Linked DNA regions of Mus musculus: region 1 is linked to region 2. A link is a contact called in public HiChIP or PLAC-seq data. All regions are on one chromosome and are shown on one strand. Each heading gives the region's core, a stretch centred on a gene start, on an enhancer-like site or on the middle of the called end of the contact. The rest is flanking DNA. Distances are from core to core; before and after follow the strand shown. Region 1 overlaps Pcsk6 (proprotein convertase subtilisin/kexin type 6). Region 2 overlaps Pcsk6 (proprotein convertase subtilisin/kexin type 6).

The links. HiChIP or PLAC-seq counts read pairs in DNA pulled down with a chosen protein or histone mark.
Region 1: a contact with region 2 is called in an H3K27ac HiChIP or PLAC-seq map of neural progenitor cells, with 3 times the contacts expected there. The contact joins two enhancer-like sites. A contact is called at or near these places in 4 of 39 promoter capture datasets (frontonasal cranial neural crest, liver and pre-B cells), 10 of 484 Hi-C or Micro-C datasets (the HPC-7 cell line, Sertoli cells, astrocytes and 6 more), 5 of 115 datasets of contacts at active chromatin or transcription factors (double positive thymocytes, embryonic stem cells, fibro-adipogenic progenitors and 1 more) and 3 of 9 other capture datasets (adipose tissue, embryonic stem cells and pancreatic islet).

Annotation. Positions count from the first base shown.
Region 1 is chr7:65,931,931-65,937,801 of GRCm38.p6, reverse strand. The region is part of intron 6 of Pcsk6 (proprotein convertase subtilisin/kexin type 6); the gene reads right to left. Among named protein-coding and RNA genes, the nearest start is that of Gm51486, 4.2 kb to the right of the region's middle. Within about 2 kb of position 2,386, at least 9 of the 459 cell types and tissues checked have an H3K27ac peak or open chromatin away from gene starts, as enhancers often do. A contact at or near this core is called in neural progenitor cells, where this site is marked.
Region 2 is chr7:65,870,070-65,876,092 of GRCm38.p6, reverse strand. The region is part of intron 1 of Pcsk6 (proprotein convertase subtilisin/kexin type 6); the gene reads right to left. Among named protein-coding and RNA genes, the nearest start is that of Pcsk6, 11 kb to the right of the region's middle. Within about 2 kb of position 4,767, at least 65 of the 459 cell types and tissues checked have an H3K27ac peak or open chromatin away from gene starts, as enhancers often do. A contact at or near this core is called in neural progenitor cells, where this site is marked.

The DNA.
Region 1 (5,871 bases), core at 1,137-3,636, 64 kb before region 2:
ATAAATACATGAATATGATTTATTATGTTACACAGACCAAATGGCACATGTGTGTGAAAAAGAGTATAATCATCTCTGCAGATGCCCTTTAAAGGGACATCTGACAAAACCCAATATCCACTCCTCATCAAAACGCTCAGAAATCCAGGAATACAATACAGTTGTTTCAATTTGATAAAGGCCAACAACCGGAAATGAACAAAAAGACAGCCACAAATGGTTTAATACTATTTCTGCATGCACGAAACACAACAACAGAACCCATAAACCACGCCCATTTAGTAATTATCAGGAGTCCATAGTTACCTACTTAAGGTGTAAGAAAGAAATGAGTCGCCAATGTTAGAGGCCGCCCAGCACTGTCTCACAGATGGCTGCTATTTACGTACAGAAAAGCCATAAAAGCTCATAGCACCAACAGCATCCAAACAAGACAGCCGGGAACAAACACACTGCCTTTCCTATGTCCACTTCAGCAATGACCGATTATAAATATATACTAAATACCAACCTAGACATAACTCTAATTAAGTAGGAAAGTGTTGTATGGAGGAAGTGATAAAGCTTAAGAGAAGCTTTGAAAAAAAAAAAACCTAAAACTATAGATACATACCATGATGCTCCAGGGTGGAAAGACTCATTATTGTAAGGATGTCAATTCTCCCCCAAATTAATCTATACTTTTACATGCAATGCCAATCGAAACCCCAAAAGGAATTTTCATTGACAGGAAAACTTTCCAGCCCAGCTGAGAGAAGACTACTCAGGACATTTTTGAAAAAAGAACTATAAGAGAAAATTCAATCTGTTAGTTATCAGGAAAAAAAAAACGAACTATCTAAACAATAATGATGGCATTGATAGAACTCAGACTAATGAAGCATCAGGGAGGAGCCCGTGTACACAGAGGATGCAGGGTGGGAAAAGACAGTGTGTACATTCAAGCTGAAAAAGAATCTGAGAAAGGCTGGGGGCAGGTTCTCCATCCTACTCAATATTCACAGAAAAAAAAAAAACATTCCATAGGAATCAGGAGGCCCACATAAAAGATAACTCCATTAAAGCTCTTGGATAAATTATTGTCCTAAAACTACTTTTCCAGAGGAAACACAAGAGAAACAATTTTATTTTTCATGGGCTTTTCTTAAGCTAGATCCCAAACTCCAGCATCATAAAAGGAGGATAAACAAATTTGGCATTATAAAAATTTCATCAGGTTTTTATTGAAATGTTACACTCAGAAAAAGAACACAAGTAATCTATGTGTACCTCAAGACCTTAATAAAAAATTAAAATCTTCGGAAATGAAATACATCAGAGACTGCTGATTAAATGTACCATGGACTCCCCACTCTGAAAATAACGTCTCTGTTGGTCCTTGGCATATTAATCTATCCTGAACATAGGTGGGAGACCTAATGCCAGTATGGCCAGGGTGCTGCTGGTGACAGGGAGAATTTGTTTCCTAAGATAATTTGGATAAATCCACTATTTCCTTTAGTTATTTTTATGTGCTAAAACTTGCAAAAATCTTACAGTTTTAACAAAGAAAGTTGTTAAAATTTACTACCTTTGATTAAACAGGTAGGCTTTTCTTGTTTTTGTTTTTAGAAGCCCATCTGTGGTGATTTTAAACTATGTCATTTTTCTCTTCAAAAGGTGCAACCAAATTCCTATCTTTTGGGGGATGTAGTGATGCACTTCTAATAGCAGAATATGGCTGCAGAGATGGTATGTAGCCTCTGGGACTAGATCATAAAAGATATTGAAACCTCATGATGTAAAACTCACAAAGAATCAATAAAAGTTTAAAAAAAAAAGACACTGTGGCAAGATGGTTATTTCTCTCTTGAATCATGGCACTTGGGGGAATTAGTTCCCATGCTATAGGGACACTCAAGCCATCATGAAGAAAGATAGGTATTTTGAGAAACCAGTGCCCCAACCCACAGCTGCCAAGGAGTTAAGGACTCTCACCAGCAGTCATATGCAGCCCTTCTTGAGAGAGGATCCCAAGGAAAGTGGTCAGATCTCAAACAGCCAACTACCTAACTTCACCTTGAAGAGTGACTGAGCCTGAACCACTTGGTGTAGCCATGTTCTGCTAAATGAGACATGGTTGTTGCTTGAGAAATCTTAGTTTGGGATGGTTGTCATGTGGCAAAGGCTAACAAATGTGAACTCTACTAGTTTAAAAAATATAATATACACACACACACATATATATATACACATATCATATATGTATATATGCATATATGTGTGTATATATGTATGTGTGTATGAATGAATTCTAAGTTGTAGTTTCAGTAAGGGTAGAGGAGCTCACAGCAGGCCACCTCTTCACAGATAATAATTACAGACCCTGGGAAACATACATTTTTAAGGGCATCAGAAAGCAACCAGAAGAGGGCAGAGATAGATAGGAATTTACTGGTTTAAAGGAAAGCATTATCTTGGGTTTCCACGTTTAGATGGATTTCTGAGACAGGCTCTCTGTTGAAGTCAATTGTGACAGGACACAGATTTCAAGAAGCTGAGAGAAGAATCTGAGAGAGGGTCCAGGAAAGGCATAGTGTTCACTCACTCCTCTGACAGAGCCCTGAACATGTGTCTAGGCAATGTTCTTTTTAAAAAAATCTAGGAGGAAGACATCAGGCACAAGCCTGAACATGCCAAGCAGATGTCTCGAGCACTCTGCACCCCAGGACTGCAGGTTTCCACTGAAATACCAAAAGTTTTGCTACAAGAGCAAAAGCTATGTTCCTGGCAAAGAAGTCTGTGAAATGATGAATGAGTCTTTCAAAATTCAAATGTATATTATTGCTATAACAACATTTTACAGCATCCAGAAAAAAAAATCAACAGGCTCCAAATTCTATAGTATAGATTATTTTTATTATATAATAAATTTTACTATATAATGATACAATAAAAATAACTAGACATGCAAAGTAGAAGAATATGTGAGCCACTGTAAAGAGCAGAATTAATCATTAGGGACATAAAAATGACTGGGCTACTGGACTTTGTACAAAAGACTCTGCAGTAACTGACTACCACGCAGGGGTGTTTATGATAAAAGATACTTACACAATGAAGTTATGGGAGCCTCAGGGAAGATTTAGAGATGGTTACAAATAAGATAAAGCAAACTGAAAACTTAAGGCAGAAAAATACAATAGCCAACACTTTTAATACCATGGGATTAAGAATAGACCAGATGCAGTAAAAAGGAGGCATAACAAGAACCGTCTAACTCAAAGCAAACAGAGAAGCAGATTTTAATACAGGAAGGCACCTCAGTGAGCTATGAGGTGTGTAATGGTTTGTATATCCTTGGACCAGGGAGTAGCACCATCTGGAGGTGTGGCCTTGTTGGAATAGGTGCGACCTGGTTGGAATGGGTGTGTCACTGTGGGTGTGGACATAAGATCCTCACCTTAGTTGCCTGGAAGTCAGTCTTCCACTAGCAGCCTTTGGATGAAGACATAAAACTCTCAGCTCCTCCTGTGCCATGCCTGCCTGGATGCTGCCATGCTCCCACCTTGATGATAATGGACTGAACCTCTGAACCTGTAAGCCAGCCCCAATTAAATGTTGTTTTTTATAAGACTTGCCTTGGTCATGGTGTCTGTTCACAGCAGTAACTAACTAAGACAAGGTGTGTGTGTGTGTGTGTGTGTGTGCAGTTCCCAACCTGTGGGTCACAACCCCTTTGGGATCAAATGACCCTTTCACAGGTCCTGCATAGCAGATATTTACATTGCAACTCTTAACAGTAGCAAAATTACAGTTATGAAGTAGCAATGGAATAATTTTATGGTTTGGGGATGAGGAACTATATGTAGTAAAGGGCTGCCGCATTAGGAAGCTTGAAAGGCACTGGTCTAAAGAGAGAGCCAATATGAACTCTCTGAGAATCTGCAAACTCCAATCAGGAATAATAGAGAGAAAATGGCACAAAAGGCCAGGATAATTGCAAAAATGTAATAGTTTAAAAAGCATCATCAAGCTTCCACAGAAGAGAGCACACAGCACAAGATGGCAGCCAGGATGGCACCTGGCTCACCCTCAGAGGGAGCCATGAGCAGGAGACAGGAGAACGACATCTTTAAAGCATTCAAAGTGGCAGGCTAGAATCCTGCTCAGCACAACCTCTTTCCACCATGACAACAAAGATCAGTTCAGAGCCAGGAATTCAATCTCAATTCCTGGGACTCATAGGGCGGGAAGCAAGCGGCGCTCCCCCAGGTTTTCCTCTGACCTCTGTACGCATGGGCATACAACCCCATACTAAATTAATTAATTAGTTTTTTTTTTAAAGGCACTTTCAAATAAATTCTAGGAGAATTTCTCACCACAATACCTGGACTTTAAAAAAAAAAATTAAATGAGAAATTCTCTGGGTACATTGAGTTTAGTTTTGGAAAGCTGAGCCAGGATAATAGGATAATGGCCCAGAGTTCGAAGCCAGCCTGGATTACATACAGAGCTCCAGGCCAGTTTAGGCTATCTCAAAAATAAATTATTCAGGTTCCAAGGTCAAGAAATATTCCATATATAGGCAGGTATATCTTTCTATGAGCTGACTTGAGTATTCAAAACAAGAGTAAGAGAAATAATGGAGTCAGGTTATACACAGCTGCCATCTCAGTATGGCGGGGGGAGGGGGGGAGGGGTGGATGGGTTGCTGTGAGTTCAAGGTCAGCCTGGGCTACATAGCCAGATGTGTGTCAAAATAAAAACTCAGAAGGAATGGAAGAATAGCAGTGCACACATATCAAATACATGAAATCTCCAGCACAAAGCACAGGGTGTGAACTGAAATAACCTGTTTCGATTCATACTTTACACATGATTTATTATGACTTATTCCAGACAGACTGAGGCAGGTTAAGATACACATTTTACTCTTCTAAGCAATGACTGGGGGGAAGAAAAATAGACATAAAAAGGTCTAGCCCTATGATCAGCCCAGAGGCACTACAGAGAAATTCCCTGCCTCATGCATGAAAACTCAGAGAGAGGGTGGCTGCCCTCTGTCTGGGGCGCTCCAAAATTACCCTGTCTGATGGCAGGTGTCAGGAGAGGGGGAGGAGGAAGAGGTGGCCATATTTGTAGAACTGGAGGTATGTATGGCAGCTTTGGAGGCTTTGGCGGACATGTGCTCCTTGGCTTAAGGATAACACAAGCTCACACGTATCTCCCTGTGTCCAGGCCCCTCCTTGTCCTGTCCCTAAGTAGTATAGGTCCTCCCAGCTCCACATTGCCTCCTTGGAATGCCCTGTTTGCAGCCAAGCCTCCAGGTCAGGCTCCAGCCAAGCCTCTTGCCTGTACCCTTCCAAGTTCCGTCTGCCTGTCTCATTTCAGTACCTGGTCCTGTACTGACCTCTTTGCAGTACTATTCACCCCAAAGGCATGCTGAGCTCCTGGAGGCTCCTAATTATGTCTGGCATCTTCTTCTCCCCCTCAGTGGCTGCCCAGAGTTATGCATGCAGTATGTGCTTGAAGATGTTCGAAGCATTAATTTTTAAAACATTCTTGCTCCTGGCCCTACTCTGGAGGTACTTGCTCTCCAGACGCTGGGAAGCTCAGAGCCACAATTTGGCAGTGAGGACAGAGGAGAACCATCCGAGGACAGCAAGCTGGACTTGTGCAGCTCCTCTGGGTGGTTCTTTGTAAGCATTGCTTCCACTGCTCTCATCTACCTGCCTGATCCCAGAGAGTCTCAGATGCTCTCAAATGACCCTTTCCAGAAAAACTCCCCGGGAATCGGCAAATCTGGTTGGTGGGTCTGGGGTGAAGCAAGGAATCTACATCTCTAGTGGATATCAGAAGCTGCCAGATCAGGGATCTGGAGGAGTGAAG
Region 2 (6,023 bases), core at 3,518-6,017:
TTGATTGTCACATTTGTCATCGCCGGGATGTATCCCATGAGAAAGTCTCATGCATGTACCCAGAGAGGAATGAATAAGAAGGATCAGGGTAGGATGGAGGTAAGGCAAACAAACACCCATAGGCAAACAGTGCAGCAAGATATATGTCACAGCTATACAGATAACATAAAGCTACTTATACTACCAAGAAAGCGGGCCGCTTTCTATGGACCAGCAAGGACAGACTTCCAGGGTGGTTAAGAAAGCTAGGTGTTAAAAAATGTTGAGCTGGGGGGCTGGAGAGATGGCTCAGCAGGTAAGAGCACTGACTGCTCTTCTGAAGGTCTTGAGTTCAAATCTCAGCAACCACATGGTAGCTTACAACCATCCATAATGAGATCTGATGCCCTCTTCTGGTGTGTCTAAAGATAGCTACAGTGTACTTACATGTAATAAATAAATCTTTTTTTAAAATAATGTTGCGCTGGATCCAAACCCGATGTTGTGTATGTGCACATGTCCATATTTGTCTTTTAAGGATATGAACAAAAACATGCAGACTGAGGTATGGGCAGTGGTGATATCAAGAGGTAGGGACAACTGGGATGAGTTCTGCAAGGACATTTGCGATTTTCTTTCTCTTTATACAAATGCACTGTTTGAACTCTATGGTGGGAACATCACTATAGAAGACATAACTAAGTTTTTTTCTGTGTTGGGGATTGAACCCAGGGCCTAATACATGGTAGGCACTGAGCTATTTCCAATTCCAGTTCCATGATTTTTCAAAATAAGTCTTCATATTCATTTCTTTTTATTTCATACATAATGGGTGTTTGGTCTGCATGTATGACAGGGTACAGCATGCATGCCTAGAACCTGCGAAGATCAGAATAGAGCATCAGACCTCCTGGCACTAGAGTTACAGATGGTTGTCACCTCCCATGTGGGAGCTGGGAATCAAACCTGAGTCCTCTGGAAGAGCCTCCAAGCACTTTTAACCACTGAGCCACATCTCTGGCTCCCAGTAATCTTTAAAAATAATAATGAAAAAAAATTCTCACAATATCCTCAGGGATTAAATTAAACAAGTATTTCTAAGCTCTACAAGGACAGAAAAGTAGGACAGGTCACTGTCACTAGAGATGTGAGCAGGTCAGTGGGGATGGGGAAGCCATGGAGTCACCTCCCCTCACGGCCCTGCCATTCCAAACCAAGCACATCCCGACACAAAGAATCCCTTGACCTAAATGTCATGGAAATACTACGCCAATTATCTGCCAGCCACACAATGGCATACCGCCATTAAAAATTACAACAGAGAATAGTTATTAACTTAGAGGGATAAGTTTTGAAACTACACAGTCTATTTGTGTAAGTCATTTGTGCATATATGAGTATGTATACACATATATTAGCACAAGTATGTGTGCACATGCACACACAGTTATAAAGATAATAAAAAGGGGGCCCAGGAAGATGGCTCAACAGTAAAGCAGTTGCTGTATAAATGTGGGGATGAGTTTGGTTGCTCAGAACCCGCCTAAGGCTGGACACGGTAGCACACATCTTAGTATCAGCACTGCTACAGAGAGATGGGGGTTGGAGATAGGACAATTCTGAATGTTCACTAGCCAGCTATTCTGGCATTCATAATGGAGAACAGGAGATCCAGCCTCAAACACGGTGGAAGTGGAAAACCCGGCAGCTGAGGTTGACCTCTGACCTCACATGCCCCACGGCACGCACATCCGTATCCACACACATACCACACGCAAAAATTAAAGAAGGCAAAAGAATTTGGTCCAACTATGAACTGTCATCATCTCTGGAGAGTAGAAATCTGGATGCTTACTGTAGTTTTCTAGGTTCAATCGTTTCCTGTATTTAAATGTTTATTTTATGGACTGCATTGGATTTCTGCAACAGATCAGGACTACAAACAAGGCTTTGTAAGGTGTGTCACCCTCAGAGTAGCCCTGGAAGGCTTATCTTCACCTCTCACTAGGTTCTACTTTCTGACTCTGATACATAGTGCCATCTTGGTGGGAATACAGTGGGATAAGCTAGGCTGCAGAGGGTATACACTGTTAGAAAAGGTATACACTAGGCTGGGGAGGGTATACACTAGGCTAGAAAGGGTATACACTAGGTTAGAAAGGATATACGTTACTAGGCTGAGGAGGATATACAATAGGCTGGAGAGGGTGTATACTAGTCTGGGGAGGGTATACAATAGGCTGAGAAGGATATACATTAGGCTGGAGAGAGCCTACAAGAAACCTTCTCTGCCCTTGAAATCCTTGAATCCAAGGTAAAAACTGCGGTTCAGGGGCTGGGGTGTGGCTCAGTGGTAGAGTGCTTGCTTAGCATGTGTAAGGCCCAGGGGTTTGATCCTAGGCAGTGCTGGTCTGCCTTCATTCCTGCATAGATAAGCCTTTGATGCAAGCTCTAGGCCAGAGGCCTGATAAGAAGGGAGGATCCCAAGTACAAGGCACCCTCACTTAGCAGGGCCACAAAGGCACCTTCCCAGGGCACCGCCCTTCCTCCCGAACTCTCCTGCCTGGACTGCAACCCTCTGCTCTCAGCTGGTTGGAAAACTTGACTCAAGCCCCCACTGGCTCATATATTCTCTTTGTACCTTTCCTAACAAGGCTGGCACTGCCAGGGTAGGGCCTACACATCAGGCTGCCAAGCTGTTGAGCTGGCAGGCACCAAGATGTAGTTACTTACTCAACCTCTCCGGAGGTCAATTGGCTCATCTGTCTAGTGAAGCCAACGCCAGGAATCTAGGACCAGCTAAACGCTGGATGTCATGGACAGTCATGGTGGGAGTGGCATCCACTGACTAAGTTGCCATACAATTAAAAACAGTCACACCTGAGACACAGAGAGATCAGGATCCAAACTGTCTCTTCAAAGTCTAAGACTTTCACTAAAGTCTTAAAGACTCTCACTGAGGCTTAGAGCAGGCCAAACTCTTTCTCTGCCATCCTTCCTGCCTTCCGTTACTCCTTCTACCTCCACTCGCTGCATTCTTTCGGTTCTTTGTCCACTTAGGAGCAAAGGGTTCACGCTTACTTTTTTTTTTTTTGGGGGGGGGGTTCGAGACAGGGTTTCTCTGTGTAGCCCTGGCTGTCCTGGAACTCACTTTGTAGACCAGGCTGGCCTTGAACTCAGAAATCCACCTGCCTCTGCCTCCCGAGTGCTGGGATTAAAGGCGTGCACCACCACGCCCGGCTGGGTTCACACTTACTTTAAGACGTGGGCTCTGGATACTACCAGATATATCAGCTCTGTCCTTTGGCTTTGATTTTTAAGTTCGTGCAGGTAACCCTGAACTTGTGGCGCAAGACCCAGTCCTGGAGAACAAGAAGCCACCCAACCAAGGTACCAAGAGATGTCACTGGGTAGCAACCTGTACACATCCTTGACACTTACAAACCTGGAAGTCACTAGAAGCTGTGACAATAAAGTTGGCATTTTCCCTCACTCACACCCTTGGGATCATTAACCCGGTGAGTAGAATCAAGAAACCACCGATCCTGGAATTGTTTCATGTTTACTGAGCCTTCCTTCTATGTGCCAGGAAGCAGGCTAAGTCCTGAGGAGGCATAGGCATGATTAAGATACTACTACACCATGCTGTCATCCAGGGAGAAGATGGACTTCATGGAGTTCTGGGTGGACAGTGCTCAACCCTGATGGCAGTAGACCGGTTGATGAAGCTCTCTGGGTAGATCACATAGAGAGAGATTGTGAACAATAACAAACAGCAGAGGTACAGAAAGAACTAGGGTAACACTTCCAGAACATCAGAGTTATGGCACCGCTGGAGCGAGGAGCTAGGCTCGGGGATACGCAGGAGGCAGATGGGGCCCCACACTGGGCTGTGTGCCACACTACATGCGAGCCTCTGATGCTTTGAAAATGGGGAAGGGAGAATGTGAGGCTTGTGGCTCTAAAGAACCTTCTGGTTGTTGGTGGAGGGGAAGGCTGAGAAGGGAGTCAGGGAGGGCAACCAGGCAGATATGGATGTCAGCAGAGCTTAAGCATGGGGCTGGCCTGAGCTGTGGCTCCTGGCTTGGGGGAAGGGTTTAAGGGAGAGGCAACTGGAGGCAGGCTGGCAGGGATTGTCCCTAGTGGCTGCCAACACTGGGGAAGAGAAAAACCCAAGGAGATACCCTGGTTTCTGCCCCGATGGATGGGGAAAGAAACAAGGTGGACAAAGAAGCTTGGGATGTAGGGAACCCCAGGGAGCTCTGGAAAGGGCCCTGAATTACACAGTAGTGCCCTAAACACACACACACACACACACACACACACACACACACACACTGCTGGTAACCTCACCACGACGATGACTGGAAACCAACCGGGGAAAGTTTGGAAATGCAGGTTCCTTCAGAAACACAGGGGATTTGTTTATCCTGTGGCAGGGGTGGCCTGGCTAGCTATTGAGAAGTTGGCCCTAGTGGACAAGGGTTCTGTGACTGCTGCTGATGGCCAGTGGCAGAAATTTAAGAGTCCCCATGAGGGTCCAAGACTGACAGTGATGGTCCCTTCCTGGCCCAGTTCAGGAGGGGACATGTGTAGCACACCACGGCAGGGCAGCAAATCTGGCTGGACCTCAGCGCACTGCAGGGCCCTGCGGGGTGCGGCTTGTTTGTGCCCAAGCGGCCAAAGGGGAGACAATGAGACTATTTCTTCCCCTCTGCGGTGCCACCATCTCGACACTGGGGGCATTGATGGACTGGTTACTATGGGAACCCAAGGCTGCTGATCCCATCCCACGGAGTGTGAGGCTCCCAACAGCTGATGGCTATTCATCCTGGTTCCCTGCAGGACCAGACAGAGGCCTTGCACCCGTCACTGTCTTCAGAATCCTCAAAGCAGAGGCACTAGTACACCAGGAAGATGCAGGATTCCATGGAATGACGAGATGGGAGGGAGGCATGGCAGGACCCCAGGCACTGCCAGGGCACACAGGGCTCTCAGCTCAGTGTGGAGCTGACCTGACCCAGAAGCAAAGGGCACTGCCACAGGAGGATGTCCTCATGCATATGCACACAGGGCTTAGTGAATTTGAAAAACAAGGGATTAAAATTTAAAAAGCAGTGGGGAGAGATGTTCAATAACATAAGGGCTAGGGCCTGACCTCCTCCAGCCTGGAAGGCTCACAACCTGTACAAGAACTCGCTTAAATGAGCACACATCCATTCTCTGCCCGGGTGAGGCTTCTCAGCCATAGATTCCAAACTGACCTCGGAGGAAAAACAGCCAGGGGACCCACTCCAGACTGACCAGAGAACCCGGAGTCTAAGTGGCAGACAAGCCAGCAGGCCATAAATATCAGAGACGATGACAGTGACAAGGAGTCCAGGAGACAGATATGTTCTCTGGGCTGGGGCACTCAAGGGAGGGCTGCTGACAGCGGAGCCAAGCTGAGAAAGATGAGGGATGGCCAGGATAAGATGAGGTCCACTCTAGGCTGACCAGGGTAATATAAGGAAGCCCGGGGGAAGCATGAGAATGAAGAAAGAGGTTTGGAGGTGTACAGCTGCAACTGGGGTGCAAGGTGATGGGGGGCAGAGACACTGCAGTAGCCTGGTGGCAGGCAAGGGACCTGGGGGGACCTGGCCTGTGCTGCACAGTGGCAGGAGGAACAGGGGAACCTCAGAGCCAGTCAGTTGGCGATGATATGGGGCTGGTTAGAGAACTGCTATAAACAACTGGAGCCAGAGGCAGCTCCCAGGCTTCTAGTTCAGGCACCGGAGTGGGTGGTTCCTGTATGAAACGGGCACACAAGAGGGTGAGTTTTACAGCTAAGTGTGTCCAGGTGATAACGTACAGTTAGTGTCTAGGTGTAGCACCTTAGGGCTGGAGGGGCTAAGTTTAGCTTTTTAAAAAATACATAGAGAGAGATGTTCGTCTCAATGCTATGGAGGAGCCCACTGTCCTAGAGAGGACAACATGCCACAAAGCACAGTGTGTATGTGGTAAGGGAGAGCCAGGTGTGGCTTCATTAGCCAATCAATTGTTTA